Regions from separate parts of the Mus musculus genome. Here region 2 is linked to region 1. Evidence: chromatin contacts called from public promoter capture Hi-C data. All regions are on one chromosome and are shown on one strand. Each heading gives the region's core, a stretch centred on a gene start, on an enhancer-like site or on the middle of the called end of the contact. The rest is flanking DNA. Distances are from core to core; before and after follow the strand shown.

Region 1 (5,219 bases), core at 1,788-4,287:
GTGTAGACACCAGCACTGGGCAGGGTAAGAACTTGTGGGCTCCCCTACCTGCTACCCTCAAGACAGGAGGATCCCATGCAGATTGAAACACTATCTTTAGCTAAACCCCAAGACCATCTTCCTTCCGTGGTCTCCCAAGGAACTGCAGAAAGAAAGGTCCCTCCATCCCTAGCTCTTTTCAACTTAACTTCTGGTTGTGGGCTGGACCTTCCAAGAGGTTTAGTAACCATCCTGAAATGCAGCGTCCTTAGATGTCCAGGCTGAACTGCAGAAATCCTAGGACCCGGCTGTCACGCACTGAGTACTTGTCGCCTGGCGCTTTCAAGTCTTGTTATTTCTAAACCGTACTTGGGTCATGAGTCATTTGAGGTGGCTTGTTTTTTTATGGTAAAGCAGAAGATTGCGATAAAGTGTAGAGATTTTTCTCCTAGTGTGTGCGTGTGTGCGTGTGTGTGTGTGCGTGTGTGTGTGTGCGCGCGCGCGTGTGTGTGTGCGTGTGTGTGTGCGTGCGTGTGTGCGTGCGTGTGTGTGTGTGTGTGTGTGCGTGTGTGCGTGTGCGTGTGTGCGTGTGTGTGTGTGTGCGCGTGTACATGCCTTCCAAAAGTCAACGTGGATGTCAGAGGACAACATTCTGGAATAAGTTCTCTTTGAGTCATTAGGCTTGTGCCTGCTAAGACATCCTTGGCCTTTGGGTAGTTTTTGAAGCCCCAAATAATGCAGAGTGTTGATCAAGAAACAGACCCCACTCACAGCAGCTCAGCTTCCCCAGGCTCTGTCTAAGCACAGGCCTAGTCCCCAGACATGTGACGTCATTGGCTGCTTTAGAACTCTGAGAGGCGAGAGCGAGCCGTTATAAACAGATCTAACTGATAAACAATGGGCCAGGCTCAAGGGCTCATCCTGCAGTCCTGCAGAGCTTCCATTCAAAAGCTCCAGCTGGGTTCTCCTTAGCCAGGGCCCCTTCAACCACCTTGAGCAACAGGCTAAAGAGAAACTAAGGGAGAGAATTTCAAAAATGATAAGAAACATCCTGCCACGGTGCCTAGTGGGGGTAGGAAGGCTGAGATGGGCCATCTGGATGCTTGCATTTCTGAAGAGTTTTGTTTAGTGGAAATAATTGACCCAACTCACAAGCTGTGTAAATATTGAGATCAAAAGTCCTAACTTCCACAGCTGTCAGGAAAGCCTGTGTTACAGGAAACAGACTGACAGTGGAGGCATGACAGAAGCCAAAGGTCTTCTTCATGCATACCTGGGTACCTCAATATCTGATGACATCTTAAGGCTAAGAAGGCATAGGTGATGTTATAAGCATGCAATATTTTCAATCAGCAACTTCCCTTGACACTTCAGAATCAAGTACAACCTTACCTTACAGCTGAGGAACCCAGCACAGGACAAATGAACTTATGTGCGGAAGTTATGTGAAAGGAACGGAAGTTATGTGAAAGGTTGGAATCACTGTGGATAAATATCCTGGAACTCAAGTGTTTGCTTGAGTTTTAGTCAGAATCATGAAGATTTCCTGATGATACCATTTTTGGAGGGGTTGGGTTTTTTTTTCCCCTGGGGGGGGGGGCAGTATATAGCACTATTCAGCGCTTTTAAAATGTGTTTTAGCAGAGTGTGGTGTCTTTAATCCCAGCACTCAGAAAACAGAAGCAAGAATATCTAACTTCAAGGCCAGCCTGGCCCACATAGAGAGCTCCAAGACAGCCAAGGCAGTGTGGAGAACCCTGTCTCAAACAACAGATCGACCACCAAATAATAGGCTAAAATAATTTATCACAAAATTAAAGCTTTTTATAAAAAAATCTTATTATAATGTATAAATCAAATTTCAACAACAAAAATCACAACATAATTACACTGCGTATCCATAGCTCCGTTTTACTCATTCATACAAATCATTCAAGAGTTGGTCTTCCCTTCGGTTACTTACTAAAATATAAAACACGCTGCTCTAGGGTAAATACGGCTCCATCAATCAGACCTGCCACTGTAGGGGTGGTACTAATGCCAGATAAACAGGATCCAAGAACAATTCAAACATGCTAATAATGCAACCCGCCAAACACCAGGGCCGTCTATAGATGGTAAAGGGCACTGGCCACCAAGCCTAATAAGTCCCGGGTCCTAACTGGGGAAGGATAAAACCTGTTACTACAAACTGTCTTCTCATCTCCAAATGAACACCTACACAGTAAAACATTAATCAACGAAGCCTCGTGGTATGTGTAAACCTCAGGGCCTGGGAGAATTTAAAACAACAGTCACAGGCACTGACAGGATACAGAGAAACAGAAAATCTAACACAAGTGCGCAGAGAGGGCCAAGGGCAAAGCCGTGAAACCATCACAGGGGACAGTTTGGCAACAAGCAGCTGGAGCTCTAAAAATTCCACACCAGATGTGTACAAAACAAACAAACAAACAAAAACAGAGAACAGACAAGGGAGACCTGTATGCCCACTAGGCATGACAGTACATGACAGACAGACAGACAGGAAGACAGACGGACACCTACATTGCCAGTGTTTACCACAAAACACTCAAACAAGCTGGGTGGTGGTAGTGCACAGCTTTAGCCCCAGGACTCAGAGGGGGCAGAGGCAGGTGGGTCTCTGAGTTTGAGAGCAAGTTCCAGAACAGCCAGGGCTACACTGACATACCCTGTTTTTTTGTTTTGTTTTGTTTTGTTTTGTTTGGGGAGGGGGGTAGATAAATAATTATATCCATATAAAATAGAGTACTTCCTTTTCATAAAAGTAAGTTACATAGCTGGCAGTAACTGTAGGCAGGGAGCCTGAGTTTGGTTCCCAGTACTTCTAACCACTCTCAAAGAAGGAAAAATCAATGAATCATATTCTGAAAATGTCTCTACATGAAAGATCCTGCATGGATCATCATACTAAGGAAGGAAGAGCCAGAAACAAAAGAGAAATATGTCAGTATTTAGAATACGCAACTGGAGACAGGCAGAAAGTAGATCAGAGGTGAGCGGTGGCTGGGGCAGTCAGGACAGAGGCGAGGATTGCTTCACTGTATGGAGGTGTTGCTTGAGGTCATGAATTGCTTTAGGAAATTGCACAACCTGGACTATAACTAATGACTCTAAATTATATGCTTAAAGGTTGTTCAAATGGCAACGCCTTTGTGTTAACATAATTTCAAAATACTTAATAAAAGTGTAATGGGAAGCACTAAGTTCTACGGTGTGTGAATTATACCAAGAGTTATTTTAAAACAAAAAAACATACTGTCAATTAGAGATTGCGCAGATCAATGAGTACATTCTTCTGAGAATATGCAAGGCAGGAAACAAACAAAACAAAGGAAAAAAACCAACATGCTGGGCAGTGGTAGTGCACGCCTTTAATCCCAGCACTTGGGGAGGCAGAGGCAGAGGCAGGCATATTTCTGAATTCTACTGCCAGCCTATCTACAGAGTGAGTTCCAAGAGAGCCAAGGCGACACAGAGAAACCCTGTCTCGGAAAAAAAAAAGAAAGAAAACAAAACAACAAGAATACTGTCGGGCTGGTGAGATGGCTCAGTGGGTAAGAGCACCCGACTGCTCTTCCGAAGGTCAGGAGTTCAAATCCCAGCAACCACATGGTGGCTCACAACCATCCGTAACAAGATCTGACTCCCTCTTCTGGAGTGTCTGAGGACAGCTACAGTGTACTTTAAATAAATAAATCTTTAAAAAAAAAGAAAAAAAAGAAAAAAAGAATACTGTCAATCAGGCTGGAGAGATGGCTCAGCGGTTAAGAGCACTGACTGCTCTTCCAAGAGGTCCTGAGTTCAAATCCAAGCAACCACATGGTGGCTTACAACCATCTGTAATGGGATCTAACGCACTCTTCTGTTGTGTCTGAAGACAGCTACAGTGCACTCAGATACATTAAATAAATAAATCTTTAAAAAAAAAAACTGTCTGGGATCACGTGGACCAGTGAACACATTCTATAAGTACACACGCTGCTACACAAGCTTAATTAACAATGAGGGTCACAAGGGCAAGTTGGAGAAACATATTGACTTGATTCTTTCAGCCCTCTCTGCTCTGCTATAACTCAGAACAAAGTCTAAGCTACAACCTACGTGGGAGTCGCTTAAGACAAGGAAAGGGAAGACACTCAGTTAATGGCATATATAAAGATGCCTCCTCATAGAACCTTGGCCAGGATCCACTGACACTGGTTGCTCTGAGGCACTAGCTACCATCATTCTTATGTACTAAAATGAGAATCCTAGTATGCATTGAGGGGCTCAGCTAAGAGACACCCAGAAATAGCATTCCACCCTGCTCGAGGGCTTGTGTGCTTCTGCTAGAAATTTCCACAAACTGGAATTTTGACTAAATCGGGCTAGCTTCAGATTATCACTATATTTACCTTCCAAAAGCACAAACAAACCCAACAAGTGATGTGGTCCCAGTCAGCTTTCTCATCCATCTTCCATGGGAAAAACTAACTGTGCCAATCTGTATGCAAAGGGCAGAGTGCTAGGCATTCTTCTGCCATGTTCAAGGACAGAACGGGTTTCCAGCCATGTGGCTAACAGGGCGGGAACAACCAAAAGGAAATCTGGGTTTTAGTTGTTCGCAGACTAATTTGGAGCGTTTCCTTCTACTCTTGGGGATGTGAGCAACCTTGGATCATGGCTCAGTGCTACCACAACCTGAGGACACTGCCCCAGTCACTGAAGCTCCGGCTGGAGGTGCCAGAAAAGCCAGTGGACTTAAAAACATTGTGTCCAGAAGGTTGACACTAATCATTTAATTAGGCAGTAACGGAGACAAAGTAACGAGGAACACTCCAAGCACAGAAGCGCTCCCTGACTGTCCATTATTCTATAAGAGACACTTTCTGGATCAAGGTTTACATTTCTCAAGAGTGGAACCAAACTGAGTATTACACCACTTGACTAGTCCAGGGAAGGCTTTGAAAAGAGCCTCAGCAAAGGACACAGGGAGCATTGGGCAATAGCTGCGGACAGCACATATTTTTAGCTCATTACAAAAGACGACCCTGGGAAGAGCAAAGAGGTCAGCCCCCAGAAAGATATGGAGTAGCTTTTATGTTTCAGTCCATTACCATGAATGGGCCCGTTTTTCTCTGCAAAGAGGGGTAACCAGGCTCCACGGTCACATACCAACTTCATCATGGCTATTTGTTCTGGACAGTGGGAAGTAACAGTCTGTAACTGCCATCAGA
Region 2 (5,219 bases), core at 926-3,425, 120 kb after region 1:
CAGATTTCCCCAGACTCAACACTACCTCCTTTCTCTTTTTATTTTGCTTTTGGAAAAGCCCCTGAAAGTCCATTCGTCTCTTTCTGAGTGTTTTAGAGACGGTGGAAACGATTCCTCTTCTTGGTTAGAATTAGCAGTTGCGTCCCACACTTGACTGAGACAGCTCTACTCACACATAGCTCTGCCCTGGGCTGGATGTGATCCCAGGTGGGAAGTTAGGCTTTACCTAAGGAGACACAAGAGCATTTTGTGGAGTTTGTTTTGCTTTTTCAAGACAGGCTTTCTCTGTGTAGCCCTGGCTGTCCTGGAACTTGCTCTGTTGACCAGGCTGGCCTTGAACTCAGAGATCCACCTGCCTCTGCCTCCCAAGTGCTGGGATTAAAGGCGTGCGTCACTACAGCCCAATTTTGTGGATATTTTTGAAACATCTTTCTTCATAAACTCAAGGATATATAAATATGTAATTTTTTGATACAGACTTGTGTACACACACACACACACATTTTGAGATAAGGTCCTACTATTAACTCGTTTGTAACTGGGTCTAACTATTAACTACTGTGAACTAGCCAGTTTGATACTCACTATGTAGCCCAAGCTGGCCTTGAACTTGTGGCAATTCTCCTGTTTTAGCCCCCTGAGTGCTGTGATTGTATTCATACCCCACCACACAAGCTTTACTATATTTTGATTAATGGAGAGGTAATCAAAGACTTAAATCAAAAAACAAATCAGAGACTATGTCATCATGAAGAGATTTCTTTTTTTTTTCTCTCTTTCTTTTTTGAATCACACAGCAGCTTGAACTGATGAAGATAGCAGTGGTATAAACTCAGGACTCAAATGCACAGCACACTAATTGTGCACTTGCTGTCTTCCCAGCCCGGCTTAAAGTGTGGAAGCTGACGTGTATAGACCAGAACTGAGACTCACTCTTTTTATCTATTTAAATTTTGACTCCTGATGTTGGTGGGAAACTGGCTCATAGGCAAATGATTTCAGATTAGCTTCCATGTGTGGGAGGGACTTCCTTGTCAAACTTCGCCTGTTAGGCAGCGCCCAGGCCATTCTTTTTCTTGACCCCATAGACATCCAAGGAGTGAGGGTCCAGATAGAAAAGAAGTAGGGCAACGGAGAGAACCTGATCAATATGCACAGGGAAACCGGTTTCACTCACAGGGTTTTGTTGTTTCTGTTGTTATTATGTGTGTGTGTGTGATTATACAGTGTGTACACACGCACACACACACACACACACACACACACACACACACACACACACACGCACCTGGTGCCTGAGGAGGTCAGAAGAGGGTGCTGGAATTGGAGATATGGAGAGTTGGTAGTTGCCATGTGGGTTCTGAGAACCAAACATAGGTCCTTTGAAAGAGCAGCAAGTGCTCTCAACCACTGAGCCGTTGCTTCAGCCCCTGAATACTGGTTTTCTTTAATTGTTTTTTCTTTTCTATGAATGCTTGCACTTTCTGGAACCACAAGAAATCACTGACCCTAACTCTGGGGCTTGTCCATTTCTGTTGCACAGTTAAATGCTCACAATGCTCCCTGGAGTCTTTCTAATTTTCTAAGACACAGGAAAGGAAACTGAACTTCAGAGTCCGTCCTACAGCAGGTGGGGAGGTGAGTGAATGTGTGTGTAGTGTGTGTGTGTGTGTGTGTGTGTGTGTGTGTGTGTGTGTGTGTCTTTTCCCAAACATCAGTAGTCCCTCAGATCATAGGACCAGTTACATACATACTATAAAACCACTTTCCTGGGGCTGGAGAGATGGCTCAGTGGTTAAGAGCACTGACTGCTCTTCCAAAGGTCCTAAGTTCAACTCTCAACAACCACATGGTGACTCACAACCATCTGCAATGAGATCATATGCTCTCTTCTGGTGTGTCTGAAGACAGCTACAGTGCACTGATACATAAAATAAACAAATCTTTACAAACAAACAAACAAATAAATAAATAAATATATTATTGAAGTTAGTTTGGTCATATCCTTGCCTTCTTTCTTTTTAACTCTTACCCGTTGCCCATCTGTCTTGGGGTTGCACTGGAGGTGAAATCAAGCAAGGATCTCCTGACTCACAGCCTTGTTCCCTCTTGAACTTTGCCACACTTGGTTGCTGCCTGTTTTATTGACAATGACCGGAATCACATTTATACAGCCAAATATGCTGTGTGCCATGTTGACCTGAAGTTATTGAAAGCGCTGAGGACTGGAGAGGGCTTGATCAAGAGCTCTGGCTGCTCTTGCAGAGGACATGAGTTCAATTCCCAGCACCCACTTGGTGGCTCACAGCTCTAACTCCAGTTCCAGGGGATCCAATGCTGTCTTGTGGCCTCTCTGGACACCAAGCATGCATGTAGTACACATACATACAGACAGACAAAACACCTACACACATGAAATAAAATAAATCTAAAACTTAAAAAAGAACTGACAACTTTTCGGTTAAAAACATCTCTTCTAGATCTTTTCCCATGAGAAATACACTTTTCTCTATTTTTACTGTTTATTGTTTTAATGATTATTTTTTAAATTGGCTTCAGGCTTATCTCTCTGTAAACAAACAAAAGGGACTTTCCTTCCTGCTGGTTTTCACAGACTTTTCGAGAGCAACGTTTACTATTCTTTCAGAGCTGCAACGACTCTTGCTCTTCCCCAAGACCCCGGAACGTGGGACACATTGGGCTTCAAAGGTGATTTAAAGTTCCTATTTTTCTGAGGTGCATTCTGGGGGATTTCTCCTCAACCTTTCTTATCTAAGTGCATACAAAGAGCAAGCACAACTAAACAGTCAAGGAGCAACAGTTTTAATCCCAGGCGTCTGGGGGTTAAGTGGGTTTGCAGACTGGGCCCCTCCCCTGAGCGTTACCTGCCACCCCATCTGGATTCACTTAGAGGCCACCAGCCAGTTATCTGCCTCCCTCTCCAGCAAAGCTCTTCACGGGATTCCTGACAGCACTTACTTAGCCAGACCTACTGGGCAGAACGTGATCCCTAGATGATAGTGCATCATAAATCCGCCTGCCCTGCCTCGCCTCAGCGGGCATGGGACCTCCACGTGACTCATTCCACAGGCTTCCTGTGAGATTAGACAGGTGCTCGCTGGGAATTTGAATAGCTTTAGATCCAGCAGTTCTGCTATTTCTGGTGTGGGCAGTGATGACTGCTCACCCAGGAGGGCAGGACCAGTGGCCAGCCTGTCTCTAGCGTTAACATCATCTGTCCCGCTTGCTAAGGAGCCTGCGTCGAGGACGCTACACCAAAGGAATCGCTGTTCTTGGAGTCTGCTGTCTCTATCATGTACCTAAAATAACTCCGGAGACACTGATGAGGGCATCACTGACAGACATGATTGGCTTCAAGGGCATCTGAAAGACCGAGCTTGCCCTCTGATTTAGGAGGCCTGGGGGGGGGGGGTTCTTCTGCGTTGTCTCTGGCAGCCTGCCATTTGCCTCTTCTACATGGCAATCTCTCCTCCGACTTCAGCTCCTGGGATAGAGATCCTATCTGAGGGGTCTGGTCAAGGAAGTTACCCGAAGCGACCACCTGCTCTTATCATTCCACGGCTGGGTTGCGCAGCCTCTTCTCTAGGTCGCGATTTATAATCTGATACTTGTTCTCTTCTGGTGAGTTCTGTGTGCCACACTTAGCTCCACAAAACTCCACAACCTTTGGTTGGTTTCCCTCCTCTTCCTCTTCACCTGCCTTCTTCTTACTACACCCCCAACCCCCAATGCCTAGCCCATAGTGCTTAACTGGTTCATAGTAAGTTTTAATCAAATTCCATTAGTAAATTCAATGATGAGATTTTTTTTTTTTTAAACCGCCTTCCCTGCCTCTTCTTCATTATGGGCTGCATAATTTTCGGATTTTCTTGAGCATACTTTTAACCTCGTTTGAGAAAAGCACACATCTAAAGCTTTCTATCTACCAATAGACGCGTGGTTTTTCAGAGATGGTGGTATTTATTAGATATCTCATTCCTGTAAGTCCTGATGCCTTTGCTCCCGCTGTAATGCAGCCAGAGTCGTTGAACTGACCATTCTCTTGGCAAAAAACAAACAAAATATCTAGACTGAAGGCTCACAAGCAGAAATACTTCAAGGAGCTCAGAAGGAAAATATTAGAAACATTTGTTCATCTTCTTTAATCTCCTGATAAGAAATAGAGGTAAGTCTGAGTAATAAGTAATACGTGTTGACAGCTCTTTATACATGGACGTTTCATGTCTGGAAGCAGTTTATGTGTAATTATATATTAACATGCATATGTTGGGGGAGACATGCTATGTATAAATAGAGGTTCTCAGTTTAAAAGGAGTAGATTGGAATACCTTATAGAGAGCTAGAGAGATGGCTCAGCTGTTACAAGCATTGCTGGTCTTGCAGAGAACTGAGTTCAGTTCCCAGAACCCAACACCATACTGTGGCTCATAACCACGCGGAACCTCAGTTCCAGGAGATCCGTTAGGCACTCACATACGGATGTGCAGGCCAAATATCCATGCACACAAAGTAAAACAAACAAAATAAAACAATAAAAATTCATATTCATGTAAATTGCTTTTAAAAAATTAAATTTGGCTTTGTTTCATTTTTGAGAAAGGGTCTCACTAGCCTAGAACTTGCTCTGTGGACCAGGCTGGTCTCATACTCACAGAGACCCACCTACTGCTGACGCTTGAGTGTTGGGATTAAAGGTATGTGCCACCACACTGGTTTATGTGCGGTTTTAAAGGTAGGAATTACGGAATCACTCATTTGCATTGCCTAGCATCGTGGTTAGAACATACAGACAGGGGACTTCTAGATGCTTTCTTAACAAGGTCAAACTTTGCAGGGGACACTTAGTTCCAGGCAGTCAAAATTTTGATGAAAAAATAAATAAAAAAGAAATCAAGTTTATACCTTTAGTCCCTCTGCCTTCCACCCCTTAACAGGGTTTCTCTGTGTAGCCCTGGCTGTCCTGGAACAAGCTCTCTAGACCAGGGTAGTCTTGAACTCCGGGATTTCCCTGCCTCTCAAGTGCTAGAATTTAGGGTGTGGCCACTGTCACCCAACACATTCGGTCTTACATTGATTGCTCAAGGTAGCATCTTTTTTTTCTCTCTTCTCCATACGAGCCCCTCTCCTTCCCAGTCCAGAAGGCTTAACGTTTATTTATTCTATGTATGTGAGTACAATGTCACTCTCTTCAGACACAC

The links. Capture Hi-C pulls out chosen DNA fragments and counts their contacts.
Region 2: a contact with region 1 is called in a promoter capture Hi-C map of adipose tissue. The contact joins two enhancer-like sites. A contact is called at or near these places in 1 of 484 Hi-C or Micro-C datasets (liver), 2 of 115 datasets of contacts at active chromatin or transcription factors (extraembryonic endoderm stem cells and heart atrium) and 2 of 9 other capture datasets (adipose tissue and liver).

Annotation. Positions count from the first base shown.
Region 1 is chr8:33,852,869-33,858,087 of GRCm38.p6, forward strand. All of the region lies in intron 4 of Rbpms (RNA binding protein gene with multiple splicing), which reads right to left. Among named protein-coding and RNA genes, the nearest start is that of Gm51528, 68 kb to the right of the region's middle. Within about 2 kb of position 3,038, at least 22 of the 459 cell types and tissues checked have an H3K27ac peak or open chromatin away from gene starts, as enhancers often do. A contact at or near this core is called in adipose tissue and liver, where this site is marked.
Region 2 is chr8:33,975,651-33,980,869 of GRCm38.p6, forward strand. No RefSeq gene overlaps it. Among named protein-coding and RNA genes, the nearest start is that of Gm39157, 9.2 kb to the right of the region's middle. Within about 2 kb of position 2,176, at least 77 of the 459 cell types and tissues checked have an H3K27ac peak or open chromatin away from gene starts, as enhancers often do. A contact at or near this core is called in adipose tissue and liver, where this site is marked.